Linked DNA regions of Mus musculus: all the other regions are linked to region 1. A link is a contact called in public promoter capture Hi-C data. All regions are on one chromosome and are shown on one strand. The core of a region is the stretch at or near the end of the contact, and the rest is flanking DNA. Distances in the headings are between cores, read along the strand shown. Region 1 holds the start of Zfp938 (zinc finger protein 938). Region 2 holds the start of D10Wsu102e (DNA segment, Chr 10, Wayne State University 102, expressed). Region 3 holds the start of Aldh1l2 (aldehyde dehydrogenase 1 family, member L2).

Region 1 (2,832 bases), core at 130-2,629:
ATCATGATTTGACACATTCACTAAGACCAGTGGGGAATGTAACAAGGGCCCTGACTCTATGATGACAGTACCATTCAAGCTGTAACTTCAACACAGAGACAGTACCATCTGCCAACAAAAAAACACAAAGGCCTAGTCCATCAAAGTCCAAAGTTATGGGATAGTCTCTACATGTACTACCTTACTCATGTTGTCAACATGGTTTTTTGTGCTTAAAAGCTCCTCATGAAAAAGGCTCAGGGGTATACTGGGATGGACTTGCCTTAGCAGGGAGCTGAGCTAAACCTTGACTAGAAAGTAATTATGTGGTTTCCTGCCATCTTGGCTCTTATATCACTATCATATGGATTTTAAGCTATGGATCCATAGACCCAATGAAAAGTCTAACAATTTAAGCTATCAACAACAGAAAGCAGATGAGAAACAGTATTCAGTACTCATGAATGAAAATTGGTTAACAAAAGATTGAATATATACAGTACACACAGTGACATTCTCTGACTTCAATTGTCAAATACAACTGCAATAAGGGCTATATTGTAGCTAAGCAGTGGTGGCCCACACCTTTAATCCCAGCCCTTGGGAAGGAGAGGCACATTTGTACTTCTGTGAGTTCCAGGCCAGCCTAGTCTACACAGAGAAATCCTGCTTCAAAACAAAACAAAACAAAACACAAACAAAACCCCCATACACAAGCAACCAACCAAACCAAGCAAACAATCTAATAAAAAACAACTTCCTGGGGAAGAATAGAAAGATCGACAAAATATGAGAAGGAAAAAACCCACACCATTAAAATTGTGTCAATTTTGACAACTTAGGCAGGGGAACACAGTGAGTCTGGCCTTACTAACACACGTGACTGGACCACCGTGGCATCCACATGCGAATGTGTTAATGACACAGACCTTACACTGCGCACAGTTAACTGCGATGGATGCTACACCCGAATGTCACGTGCCTGGTGCAGAACTTTAGAGGGCACAGAGAAACTAGAGCTCTGCCTGTCAGAAAATCTGCCTTTCCTGGAGACGGTAAAAGCAAGTGAGGCGCTCACTGCATGGTGACGTCAGCATCAGGGATGTTTTCCCACAAGGGCTCCGAGCTCCCCATAGTCGGAGCAGGGGGTGGAACTCAAGGAGGTCATTCAGGGAGGTGCAGGGAACTCAAGTGAACAAACAGAGAAACACCTGACGCTGATTCCCCGCAGCCCCTGGACAAACACCACAGGGGCCCCGCGGATCCGCCCCGCATTTGGACAGCGATCCAGCTCACCATGGCGCAGGCTGCAAACTCGCACAACTCTCCTCCCAGCTCCCGGCAACAGATCACATCAAAGCACACGGAATCACAGCCGACTTCCACAGAGCCTCAGCCAAGACTGCAGTATGGCGGACCGGAAGTGCTCTCCCCATTCTAACTGCTCGGTCCATCTGGAGTCCCTGATTGGCTAGTGAGGCTTGAGTGACAGGAACAGCTCCCACAGTGACAGATTGCACTGATGTTTCCAGCCCTGGCTTCCACCTCAGGCACAGAACTGCCCCAGACCTGAGGAGTTTGGCACTGCAGTAGAACTTGAGCCTGAACTGCAAAGTTGTCCCCACATTTTTCCTACACTCAGTAGACACTCTTCCTTCGAGTAGGCACAGGAGAGGGTCTCTAGCTTGCAATGACCATTAAACAATGTACAGGGGGTGAACCCACTGCTTCACAGCTATATGGGCGCCCAGCCCGTCCAAGTCGAACTTAAACTACCTAATTGATACGCACCATTCAGGCATTAGCAATTACAGTAATGTTGCTCACATTTCTCTCCACTGCACATTAGTAGCCAAAAGATTAACTTTCCCAGCCTTTTGTGGTGACACTGGCCTATCATGTCAGCATTTGGGAGGTGAAAGCTGGATATAAAAACATTTACGTCTGGTCTACAGAGTGAGTTTCAGAACAGTCAGGAAAAACCAAAACAAGCAAACAAATAAAATGCAAGAAACTTGATTTATGGCACCAAATGCAAACAATTAGGCTTCCCAAACAGGAGGTGACCAGGGTCAGATGATAGATATAGACAGTTTGAGATTAGCATGTCTTGCATAACACAATGGCTCATGTTAACCGAGTTTGTTAAGATGTACTGCTCAGGCAGATTATTTGTACATTATCTCCAAGGCATTTCTTTTACATTAAGCAACTAACTCTACTCTGAGTTGGCAAAGAAAAGAAAATCAAGGAAGACAGAAAGCAAAGACATTTGTGATGAAAGGAGTAAGAATCATGAAAAGAGGACCTGTCCAGTAACACCCTTTGCAGGATGTGTCAAGGTCTGTCTTTCTGTACAGACTTTGCCTCAGGCCTGCTCAGGCTGTGCTTACACAGAATCCAGACTGGAGACTGGAATTATTTACTGTGTGCTCTTCTTACCTATAAGGATCTGGGACCTAGAAGGCTGGTCATCACACATCTGGGCAGTGACTCCCATTGGGACTAAGGTGCTAGATGTCATGTATGTGTCCACAACATTGCTGTTCTGTACCTATGACACTTGCTTATGCTACTGGGATGACCACACAGGTTCTGGGTAAATGACAACCACACATGAAAAACCCCCTACTCTGGTGTGTGTGTGTGTGTGTGTGTGTGTGTGTGTGTGTGTGCATGGTACAGGCCACAAGGCCCTTGCCTGCATGCCTTCCATCTGACAGACCTTACTCTTGGTGGTGGATTTCACCACCAAGCATCATTATCATGCTGTCTTACAACCTCCGTATTCTGGACTTTTAAAATTCAGTGCAGGCCACCACTTCCTGAGGGTTATTCAGGTAAGCCACTCAG
Region 2 (2,700 bases), core at 111-2,610, 1.1 Mb after region 1:
ACTAGTGCATACCAGGCAATTAGTTATATATTTTTAAAACTTACACACCTTGATTTAGATAATAGCAATTCCTCTGCTCTCTACCAGTTAACAGACAATTAGGAAAACATGTAGACTTGGGACAGGTGTTCGTTCCTAGGTCTGGGAACATGAACTTGCTTGACCCTGCCAGCAAGATGGAGAAGTTGTCCCTGAGATGGCTGGACTCAGATAACTGTCTCCTTACACATTGTCCCTGAGGAGATGCGTTCACACAGACAACTGTTTACAACAGAAGCTGTTCTGATATAGGGAAGTCCCCAGCTTCCCTAGAGACTGGGACCGTGAATTAAGTTTCTCCCTATGATTAAATGGGAGTCTGGAAATGAAATGGTAGCACTTGGAATACGTTTCTTTCGCTTGTTCTCAACAAAACCATGAGCATTGGGTCCCAGGGGCAGGAAGAGGGGAGGAATGGGGTTTGTCATTCAGGGGTTTTGTTTCAGCTTTTTAGAAATGAAGGATTTGTTTTTCTGTAGGAGACCAAACTCAGTGCCTCACTCACAGCTCTACCTTTTAACTACCACCTGGAACAACCTTTTAGGATTTTGACATGACAGTGTTCCAAAGGCATGCTGTATATATAGCAACGTAAACAGCATTCTTAACACTTCTGGGTTTTGTGTTTACAGTTAAATAGTAAACTAAGCTGGGGTCTGGTCATCCAGACCTGAAATCCAGGCTATTTAGGACCTAGGTGGACTTTGAGTACCAGGTCAACCGGGGTAACTTGGTGAGGCTTTAACAAACAACAAAGTATGGTAATGGGCGGCTGTAGATTTAAGTACACGGAAATGGAAGCTGGAAAATGGTGATTTTGAAGTCAACCTGGGCCAGCCAGGATGACAAAAAATAAAATATAGAAAATGAAAAGAAACTGGGTGTGGTGGCTCCCACCTCTATGGCATCTGGAAGACTAAAGCAGGATTGCTACAAACTGAAGACCACAGAAACCTCCCCAAACAACAACAAAAATGGAAATAACGACAAAGGCCTCGCACCACCTTCTTCATGCTTGCATTTGCTTAGCTTGACCAAGCCGGGTTGATTCTTTTCTAACAACAATAAAGGAGGAGACTAGGGCTAGACTTGGGCTGGGGTAGACTAGGCGCCTGACACGTGCATCCGCAGCGCTCCGCCCACGCAGTGTGGTGCCTTGTTCCCATCCTCCACCCCGCCTCGGCCCCACCCCCGCTTCCGGTTCCCGTGGGTCTGAACTTCATCTCTAGGCGCGAGCTCTGGCCACGCACCCGTAAGTCACCGCCCACCTCCTAGTTTCGGCCAATTGCTGCCTTGACCCCGCCCCTTCCCCGTGCCTTCCTATATCCGGGCTTCTTTCAGTGGCGCTGGGTTGGAAGCATGGAGTTCCAGGGCGAGCGCGGGACCGGTCCTGGTGTTTCTTCGTCTTCTGTAGCCTGCTCGCAGGTCACGGTGTCCAGGGAGCTGCTGACGGCGGGGAGCGAGGGTTCGGGAGGTGAGCGACGGTGGAGAGCGGGGTGGGTTGGAGGGACACGGAACGCTGCTGGGTCAGGGACACTGCGGGACCCGGGAACGCTACTGGAGACACTGCAGGAGGTTGGGGATGCTACCGGGGACCGGGCACGCTGCGGGGTTCTGGGACACTGAGGCGCCCGAGACGCGGCAGGGCCGGGGAAGCCAAGGAGCTCGAGACGCTGTGGGGAGTCGGGGGTCCGGGTTATTGCGGGGCCGCGGACGCCGAGGAGCCAGAGACCCTGCGATGGCTAGGGATGCCGGGGAGCCTGGAACGCTGCGGGGGTATGGGACACCGAGAGAGTCCGAGACGCTGCGGAGGTCGGAGATACCGCGGAGTCTGGGACGCTAATTGGGAGGGGATGCCACGGAGCCCGAGACGCTGCCGGGGTCTGTCCGGGGTACGACTAGGCCAGCCCGGCGCTGGGCGGTGGTGGTTCTTTTTTTTTTTTTCCTCTACCTGCCAAGCCGGTCCAGGCCAGGTGGTCCTTGTAGAGTTCATTAGGAACCGCCCAGCCTGGCAGCATTTGGAGAGGCAGAGGCAGGCGTATTTTTGAGTTCGAGGCCAGCCTGGTCTACAAAGTGAGTTCCAGGACAGCCAGGGCTACAGAGAAACCCTGTCTCGAATAAACAAAGAACAAAATACAAAAAAAAAAAAAAAAAAAAAAAAAGTGGGCAAAGGCTTGAGTCTTCAGTGTTTGTTGCTTGGACTGGGCAGTTGGTTTGTTTGGAAAGGTGCAACTCGGAATAATTAATTTTTTAAATTGAGCACCTTCTAGGTAGGAGAGCTAGGCAAGTATATTCTACAAAAAAAAAAAAGCCCAGTCTGACTTGCCCAAGTCTACATAACCGTTTCTGGTTCTCTGTATTATGTACCTCTGGTATGTGGAGGGGGCTATTCTCTCTTCCTACTATGTGGGGAGTGAATAGCGCTTCCAATTTGGGAGGCAAGCACTGTGTCCATAAAACCCTCTTTTTGGGCCCTATTTCTGACTTCTGACTTACCTTTTGTGTGTGTGTGTGTGTGTGTGTGTGTGTGTTTCAAGACAGTGATTCTCTGTGTTGCCCTGATTGTTCTGAAACTTACTCTGTAGATCAGGCAAGCCTCGAACTCTTGCCTGTGCCTCTTAAGTGTTGGGATTAAAGCATATCTGAATTTCTTAACTAAAA
Region 3 (2,700 bases), core at 198-2,697, 1.3 Mb after region 1:
GAAGAACTATGACCACTTCCCAGCTCTGTCTGCGGCCACCTTCCCATATGTATTCTTGGGGACAGAGGGCCTCTGTGGCAGCCTGCTGCTTTGCCCAGCTATGTTTCTATTCCTGGTATCTGTCACTTGGCTTGTTCAGCTTTTTTTTTTTTTTCCCCTTAAATAGAAACTTCTAAAACCCCAGCATGGAAATCTTATCATCTTTCAAAACTCCTTTCTTTTAGCTTCCCAACAGTTTACTGACAAGGTGGTAGCCAAGACCAGGGTAGTAGACACGGCTCTTAGCTATCTGTGCCCCAGGACCAGATTGCACGGCCAGAGTGGTTAAAGAAACTAAGGAAGGGTCTGAGGGTTACACAGCAGAATGGTCCAAAGCTCAGGGCAGACGGGTCTCTTATAAACTATGACTGTCCCCCAAAGTCACTTGCATTGATTGTACGGAGCAAAATAAAATCTGACCAATTATTTGGATTCTGCCTTCAACTTTTTTTACATATGGCAATGTCAGAGAAAAATACCAACGGAGGAGAAATATTTTTATAACACAGCCAGGATGTGCTGATTACAAAAGCGATTATGTGCACAGGATAGACGCTTTCCTTAGCCGGAACAGGCTGTGTTGTCTCTCCCCAGACTCACCGAAGTGCTGAAGGCAGAGCCACTTGCAACGTGTCGGCTCTCGTTCCATTTCTAGAAGTGATCTGATGCAATCCCACGTCTGTGAGCTGGGCCGGGGCCAGGTTCTTACTCTACAGTTTTACAACACACCAGCGTGGCTACTCCTGCAGCGCTGGGTGATCCTGGAAATCTGGCCGCCACTACTCGCTACTCGGCGGGAAGCATCAAGCTGTCCTAGATTGCTGTGTTGAGCTTGCCTGGGTCCCAGTCTCATCTGGTAGACCTTGCAAGGCAGTCTCGCTCACACTTATCCACCGTTCCGACCCTAAACTGCTCACGTCGGGGTCATGAAATGCAAAAAGGAAAAAAACAGACTGGCTCGTGTCCCTTTACTCATTGTCAGTCCCCAGCCTGCCATCCCAGCCAGACCGCGTCTGCAGCTGATTCCCGGCAGCAGACAAAGGCTCACTTGACAATTCCCATCCCGGATACTGCCACAGGCTTCTCTGGAGTCTTCCAGTCTGAAAAAAAGCTGTTGTCCCTTCTAGCAAGGTCTGAGCATCACTGCCCACCCCAGCCTTGCCGTCCCGGCCCTGCAACCCCCGAGGTCTGGAAAGCAAGACCAGGATGTGGATGCTCGCCTTGACAGGACTCACCCGGCTGGTGGAGAAGTGCCGTAGCGCCTGGCTACCCCGCCACAGCATGATGTAGAGGAGCGAGCGATTGCCAGGCGGGCGGCGGGAGTGGGTAGGTACCAGGGCTGCAGAGGGTTGAGTGCTTCGCTTCAGCTCTGTCCAGCTCTGCTCACGGCCCCGCCCCCTCGAATGGCAGGTCCCGCCCCTCACCGCTGGCAGAGCTCCTGCCCCTAAGCACACGTGACCTGGTGCAGGTCTAGGGAATGAATCGGTGCCTAACCCAAGGGCTTGCTGGACTCCGCCTCTGCTCCATGGATAGCCTAAGTGTTCGCTAGAGGTGGGACCTTCCATAAATTACTCAGACCCGCGGAGTTAGGCAGAGAGATGTACCTTATAATTTAATCGGACACCCTGTAAGGATTACTTTTTATTTTCAACTTGACTCAAGGTAGGATGATCTGGGAAAGGGATTACCTGGACCAGGCACACCTGGATGGAACATTTCTTGGGTTAACTGAGGTGAGAAGATGCGTCCTGATTGTGGGTGGCATCATTTCATGGACTAGACCCTGAACTAAGAGTAAGAGTGAAAAAAGAAAAAAAACAAACAAACAAACAAACAAAAACAACAACAAAAACGTGTTGAGCAGTAAGCATGTGTGGATTTATTCTCTCTCTCTGAGTGTAACTAGCTAGCTGCCTCGGGTTCCCACCTTGACTTCCGGACAATGGTAGATAGTAACCTGGACTCCTAAATTGAATAAACCCTTTCTCCTTTAAGTTGCTTTTTCCTCGGGGTGTTTCGCAACAGAAATGAATTAGAACACTTCGAAAGTTACCTGCCTAACAGTCGCCAGAAAGCAACAGGCACACTTGTGGAGCTCCAGCTTGAACTGGGAAGATAAGGCGCTGGGCACCCTTGCTTTAGGCATAGTCTGATACCCCCATCATCTGAGGATGAGGGTTGGTAAGATACTGTTCGCTGGCCTTGTCGCACACTTCTCGTCCCCAGTAGATAACTCATACCTGCATTTGTGCCTTGCCTCTATGAAGAAACTTGCACACATGCTGTAGTGAAACCTTTGTCCCAAAAGGATTCCTTAGCCTGGAATTCGGGGCTGCGTGGAGTTTCGTTCACTCTTGTATTTTGATATTCTTCTGCCCGTGTGATTATTACTTCCCAACTGTTTATTGTGAATTCATTAATTGAACAGATTCACAGCGTTCTCTGTCACATCCATACAGATGAGTTACTTTTTGTTGGACTCCACTCACTATCCTTAATCCCCTTAAACAACTCTCTCGATTTGTTTATATACTCATGGGGGGCATTGGATACCTAAAGAAGCTGTTAAAGGCAGATCTGAAAGATCTTCAGTTTTGGTTTTTTATTTATTTTTTATTTTTGTTACATTCATGAACCATACACTCTTTAACCCAAAGATGT

The links. Promoter capture Hi-C pulls out the DNA fragments that hold promoters and counts their contacts.
Region 2: a promoter capture Hi-C map of liver shows a contact between it and region 1, with 2.3 times the contacts expected there. The contact joins the promoter of D10Wsu102e here to the promoter of Zfp938 in region 1. A contact is called at or near these places in 1 of 39 promoter capture datasets (liver), 1 of 484 Hi-C or Micro-C datasets (embryonic stem cells) and 1 of 115 datasets of contacts at active chromatin or transcription factors (embryonic stem cells).
Region 3: a contact with region 1 is called in a promoter capture Hi-C map of embryonic stem cells, with 2.7 times the contacts expected there. The contact joins the promoter of Aldh1l2 here to the promoter of Zfp938 in region 1. A contact is called at or near these places in 3 of 39 promoter capture datasets (embryonic stem cells, liver and pre-B cells).

What each region holds. Positions count from the first base shown.
Region 1 is chr10:82,239,896-82,242,727 of GRCm38.p6, forward strand. It overlaps Zfp938 (zinc finger protein 938), which reads right to left and starts at 1,380. Exons shown (of 4, transcript NM_001105557.2): 1 at 1,276-1,380. The coding sequence starts at 1,278.
Region 2 is chr10:83,358,861-83,361,560 of GRCm38.p6, forward strand. D10Wsu102e (DNA segment, Chr 10, Wayne State University 102, expressed) reads left to right here and starts at 1,361. Exons shown (of 4, transcript NM_026579.3): 1 at 1,361-1,513. The coding sequence starts at 1,399.
Region 3 is chr10:83,532,693-83,535,392 of GRCm38.p6, forward strand. It overlaps Aldh1l2 (aldehyde dehydrogenase 1 family, member L2), which reads right to left and starts at 1,448. Exons shown (of 23, transcript NM_153543.2): 1 at 1,275-1,448. The coding sequence starts at 1,322.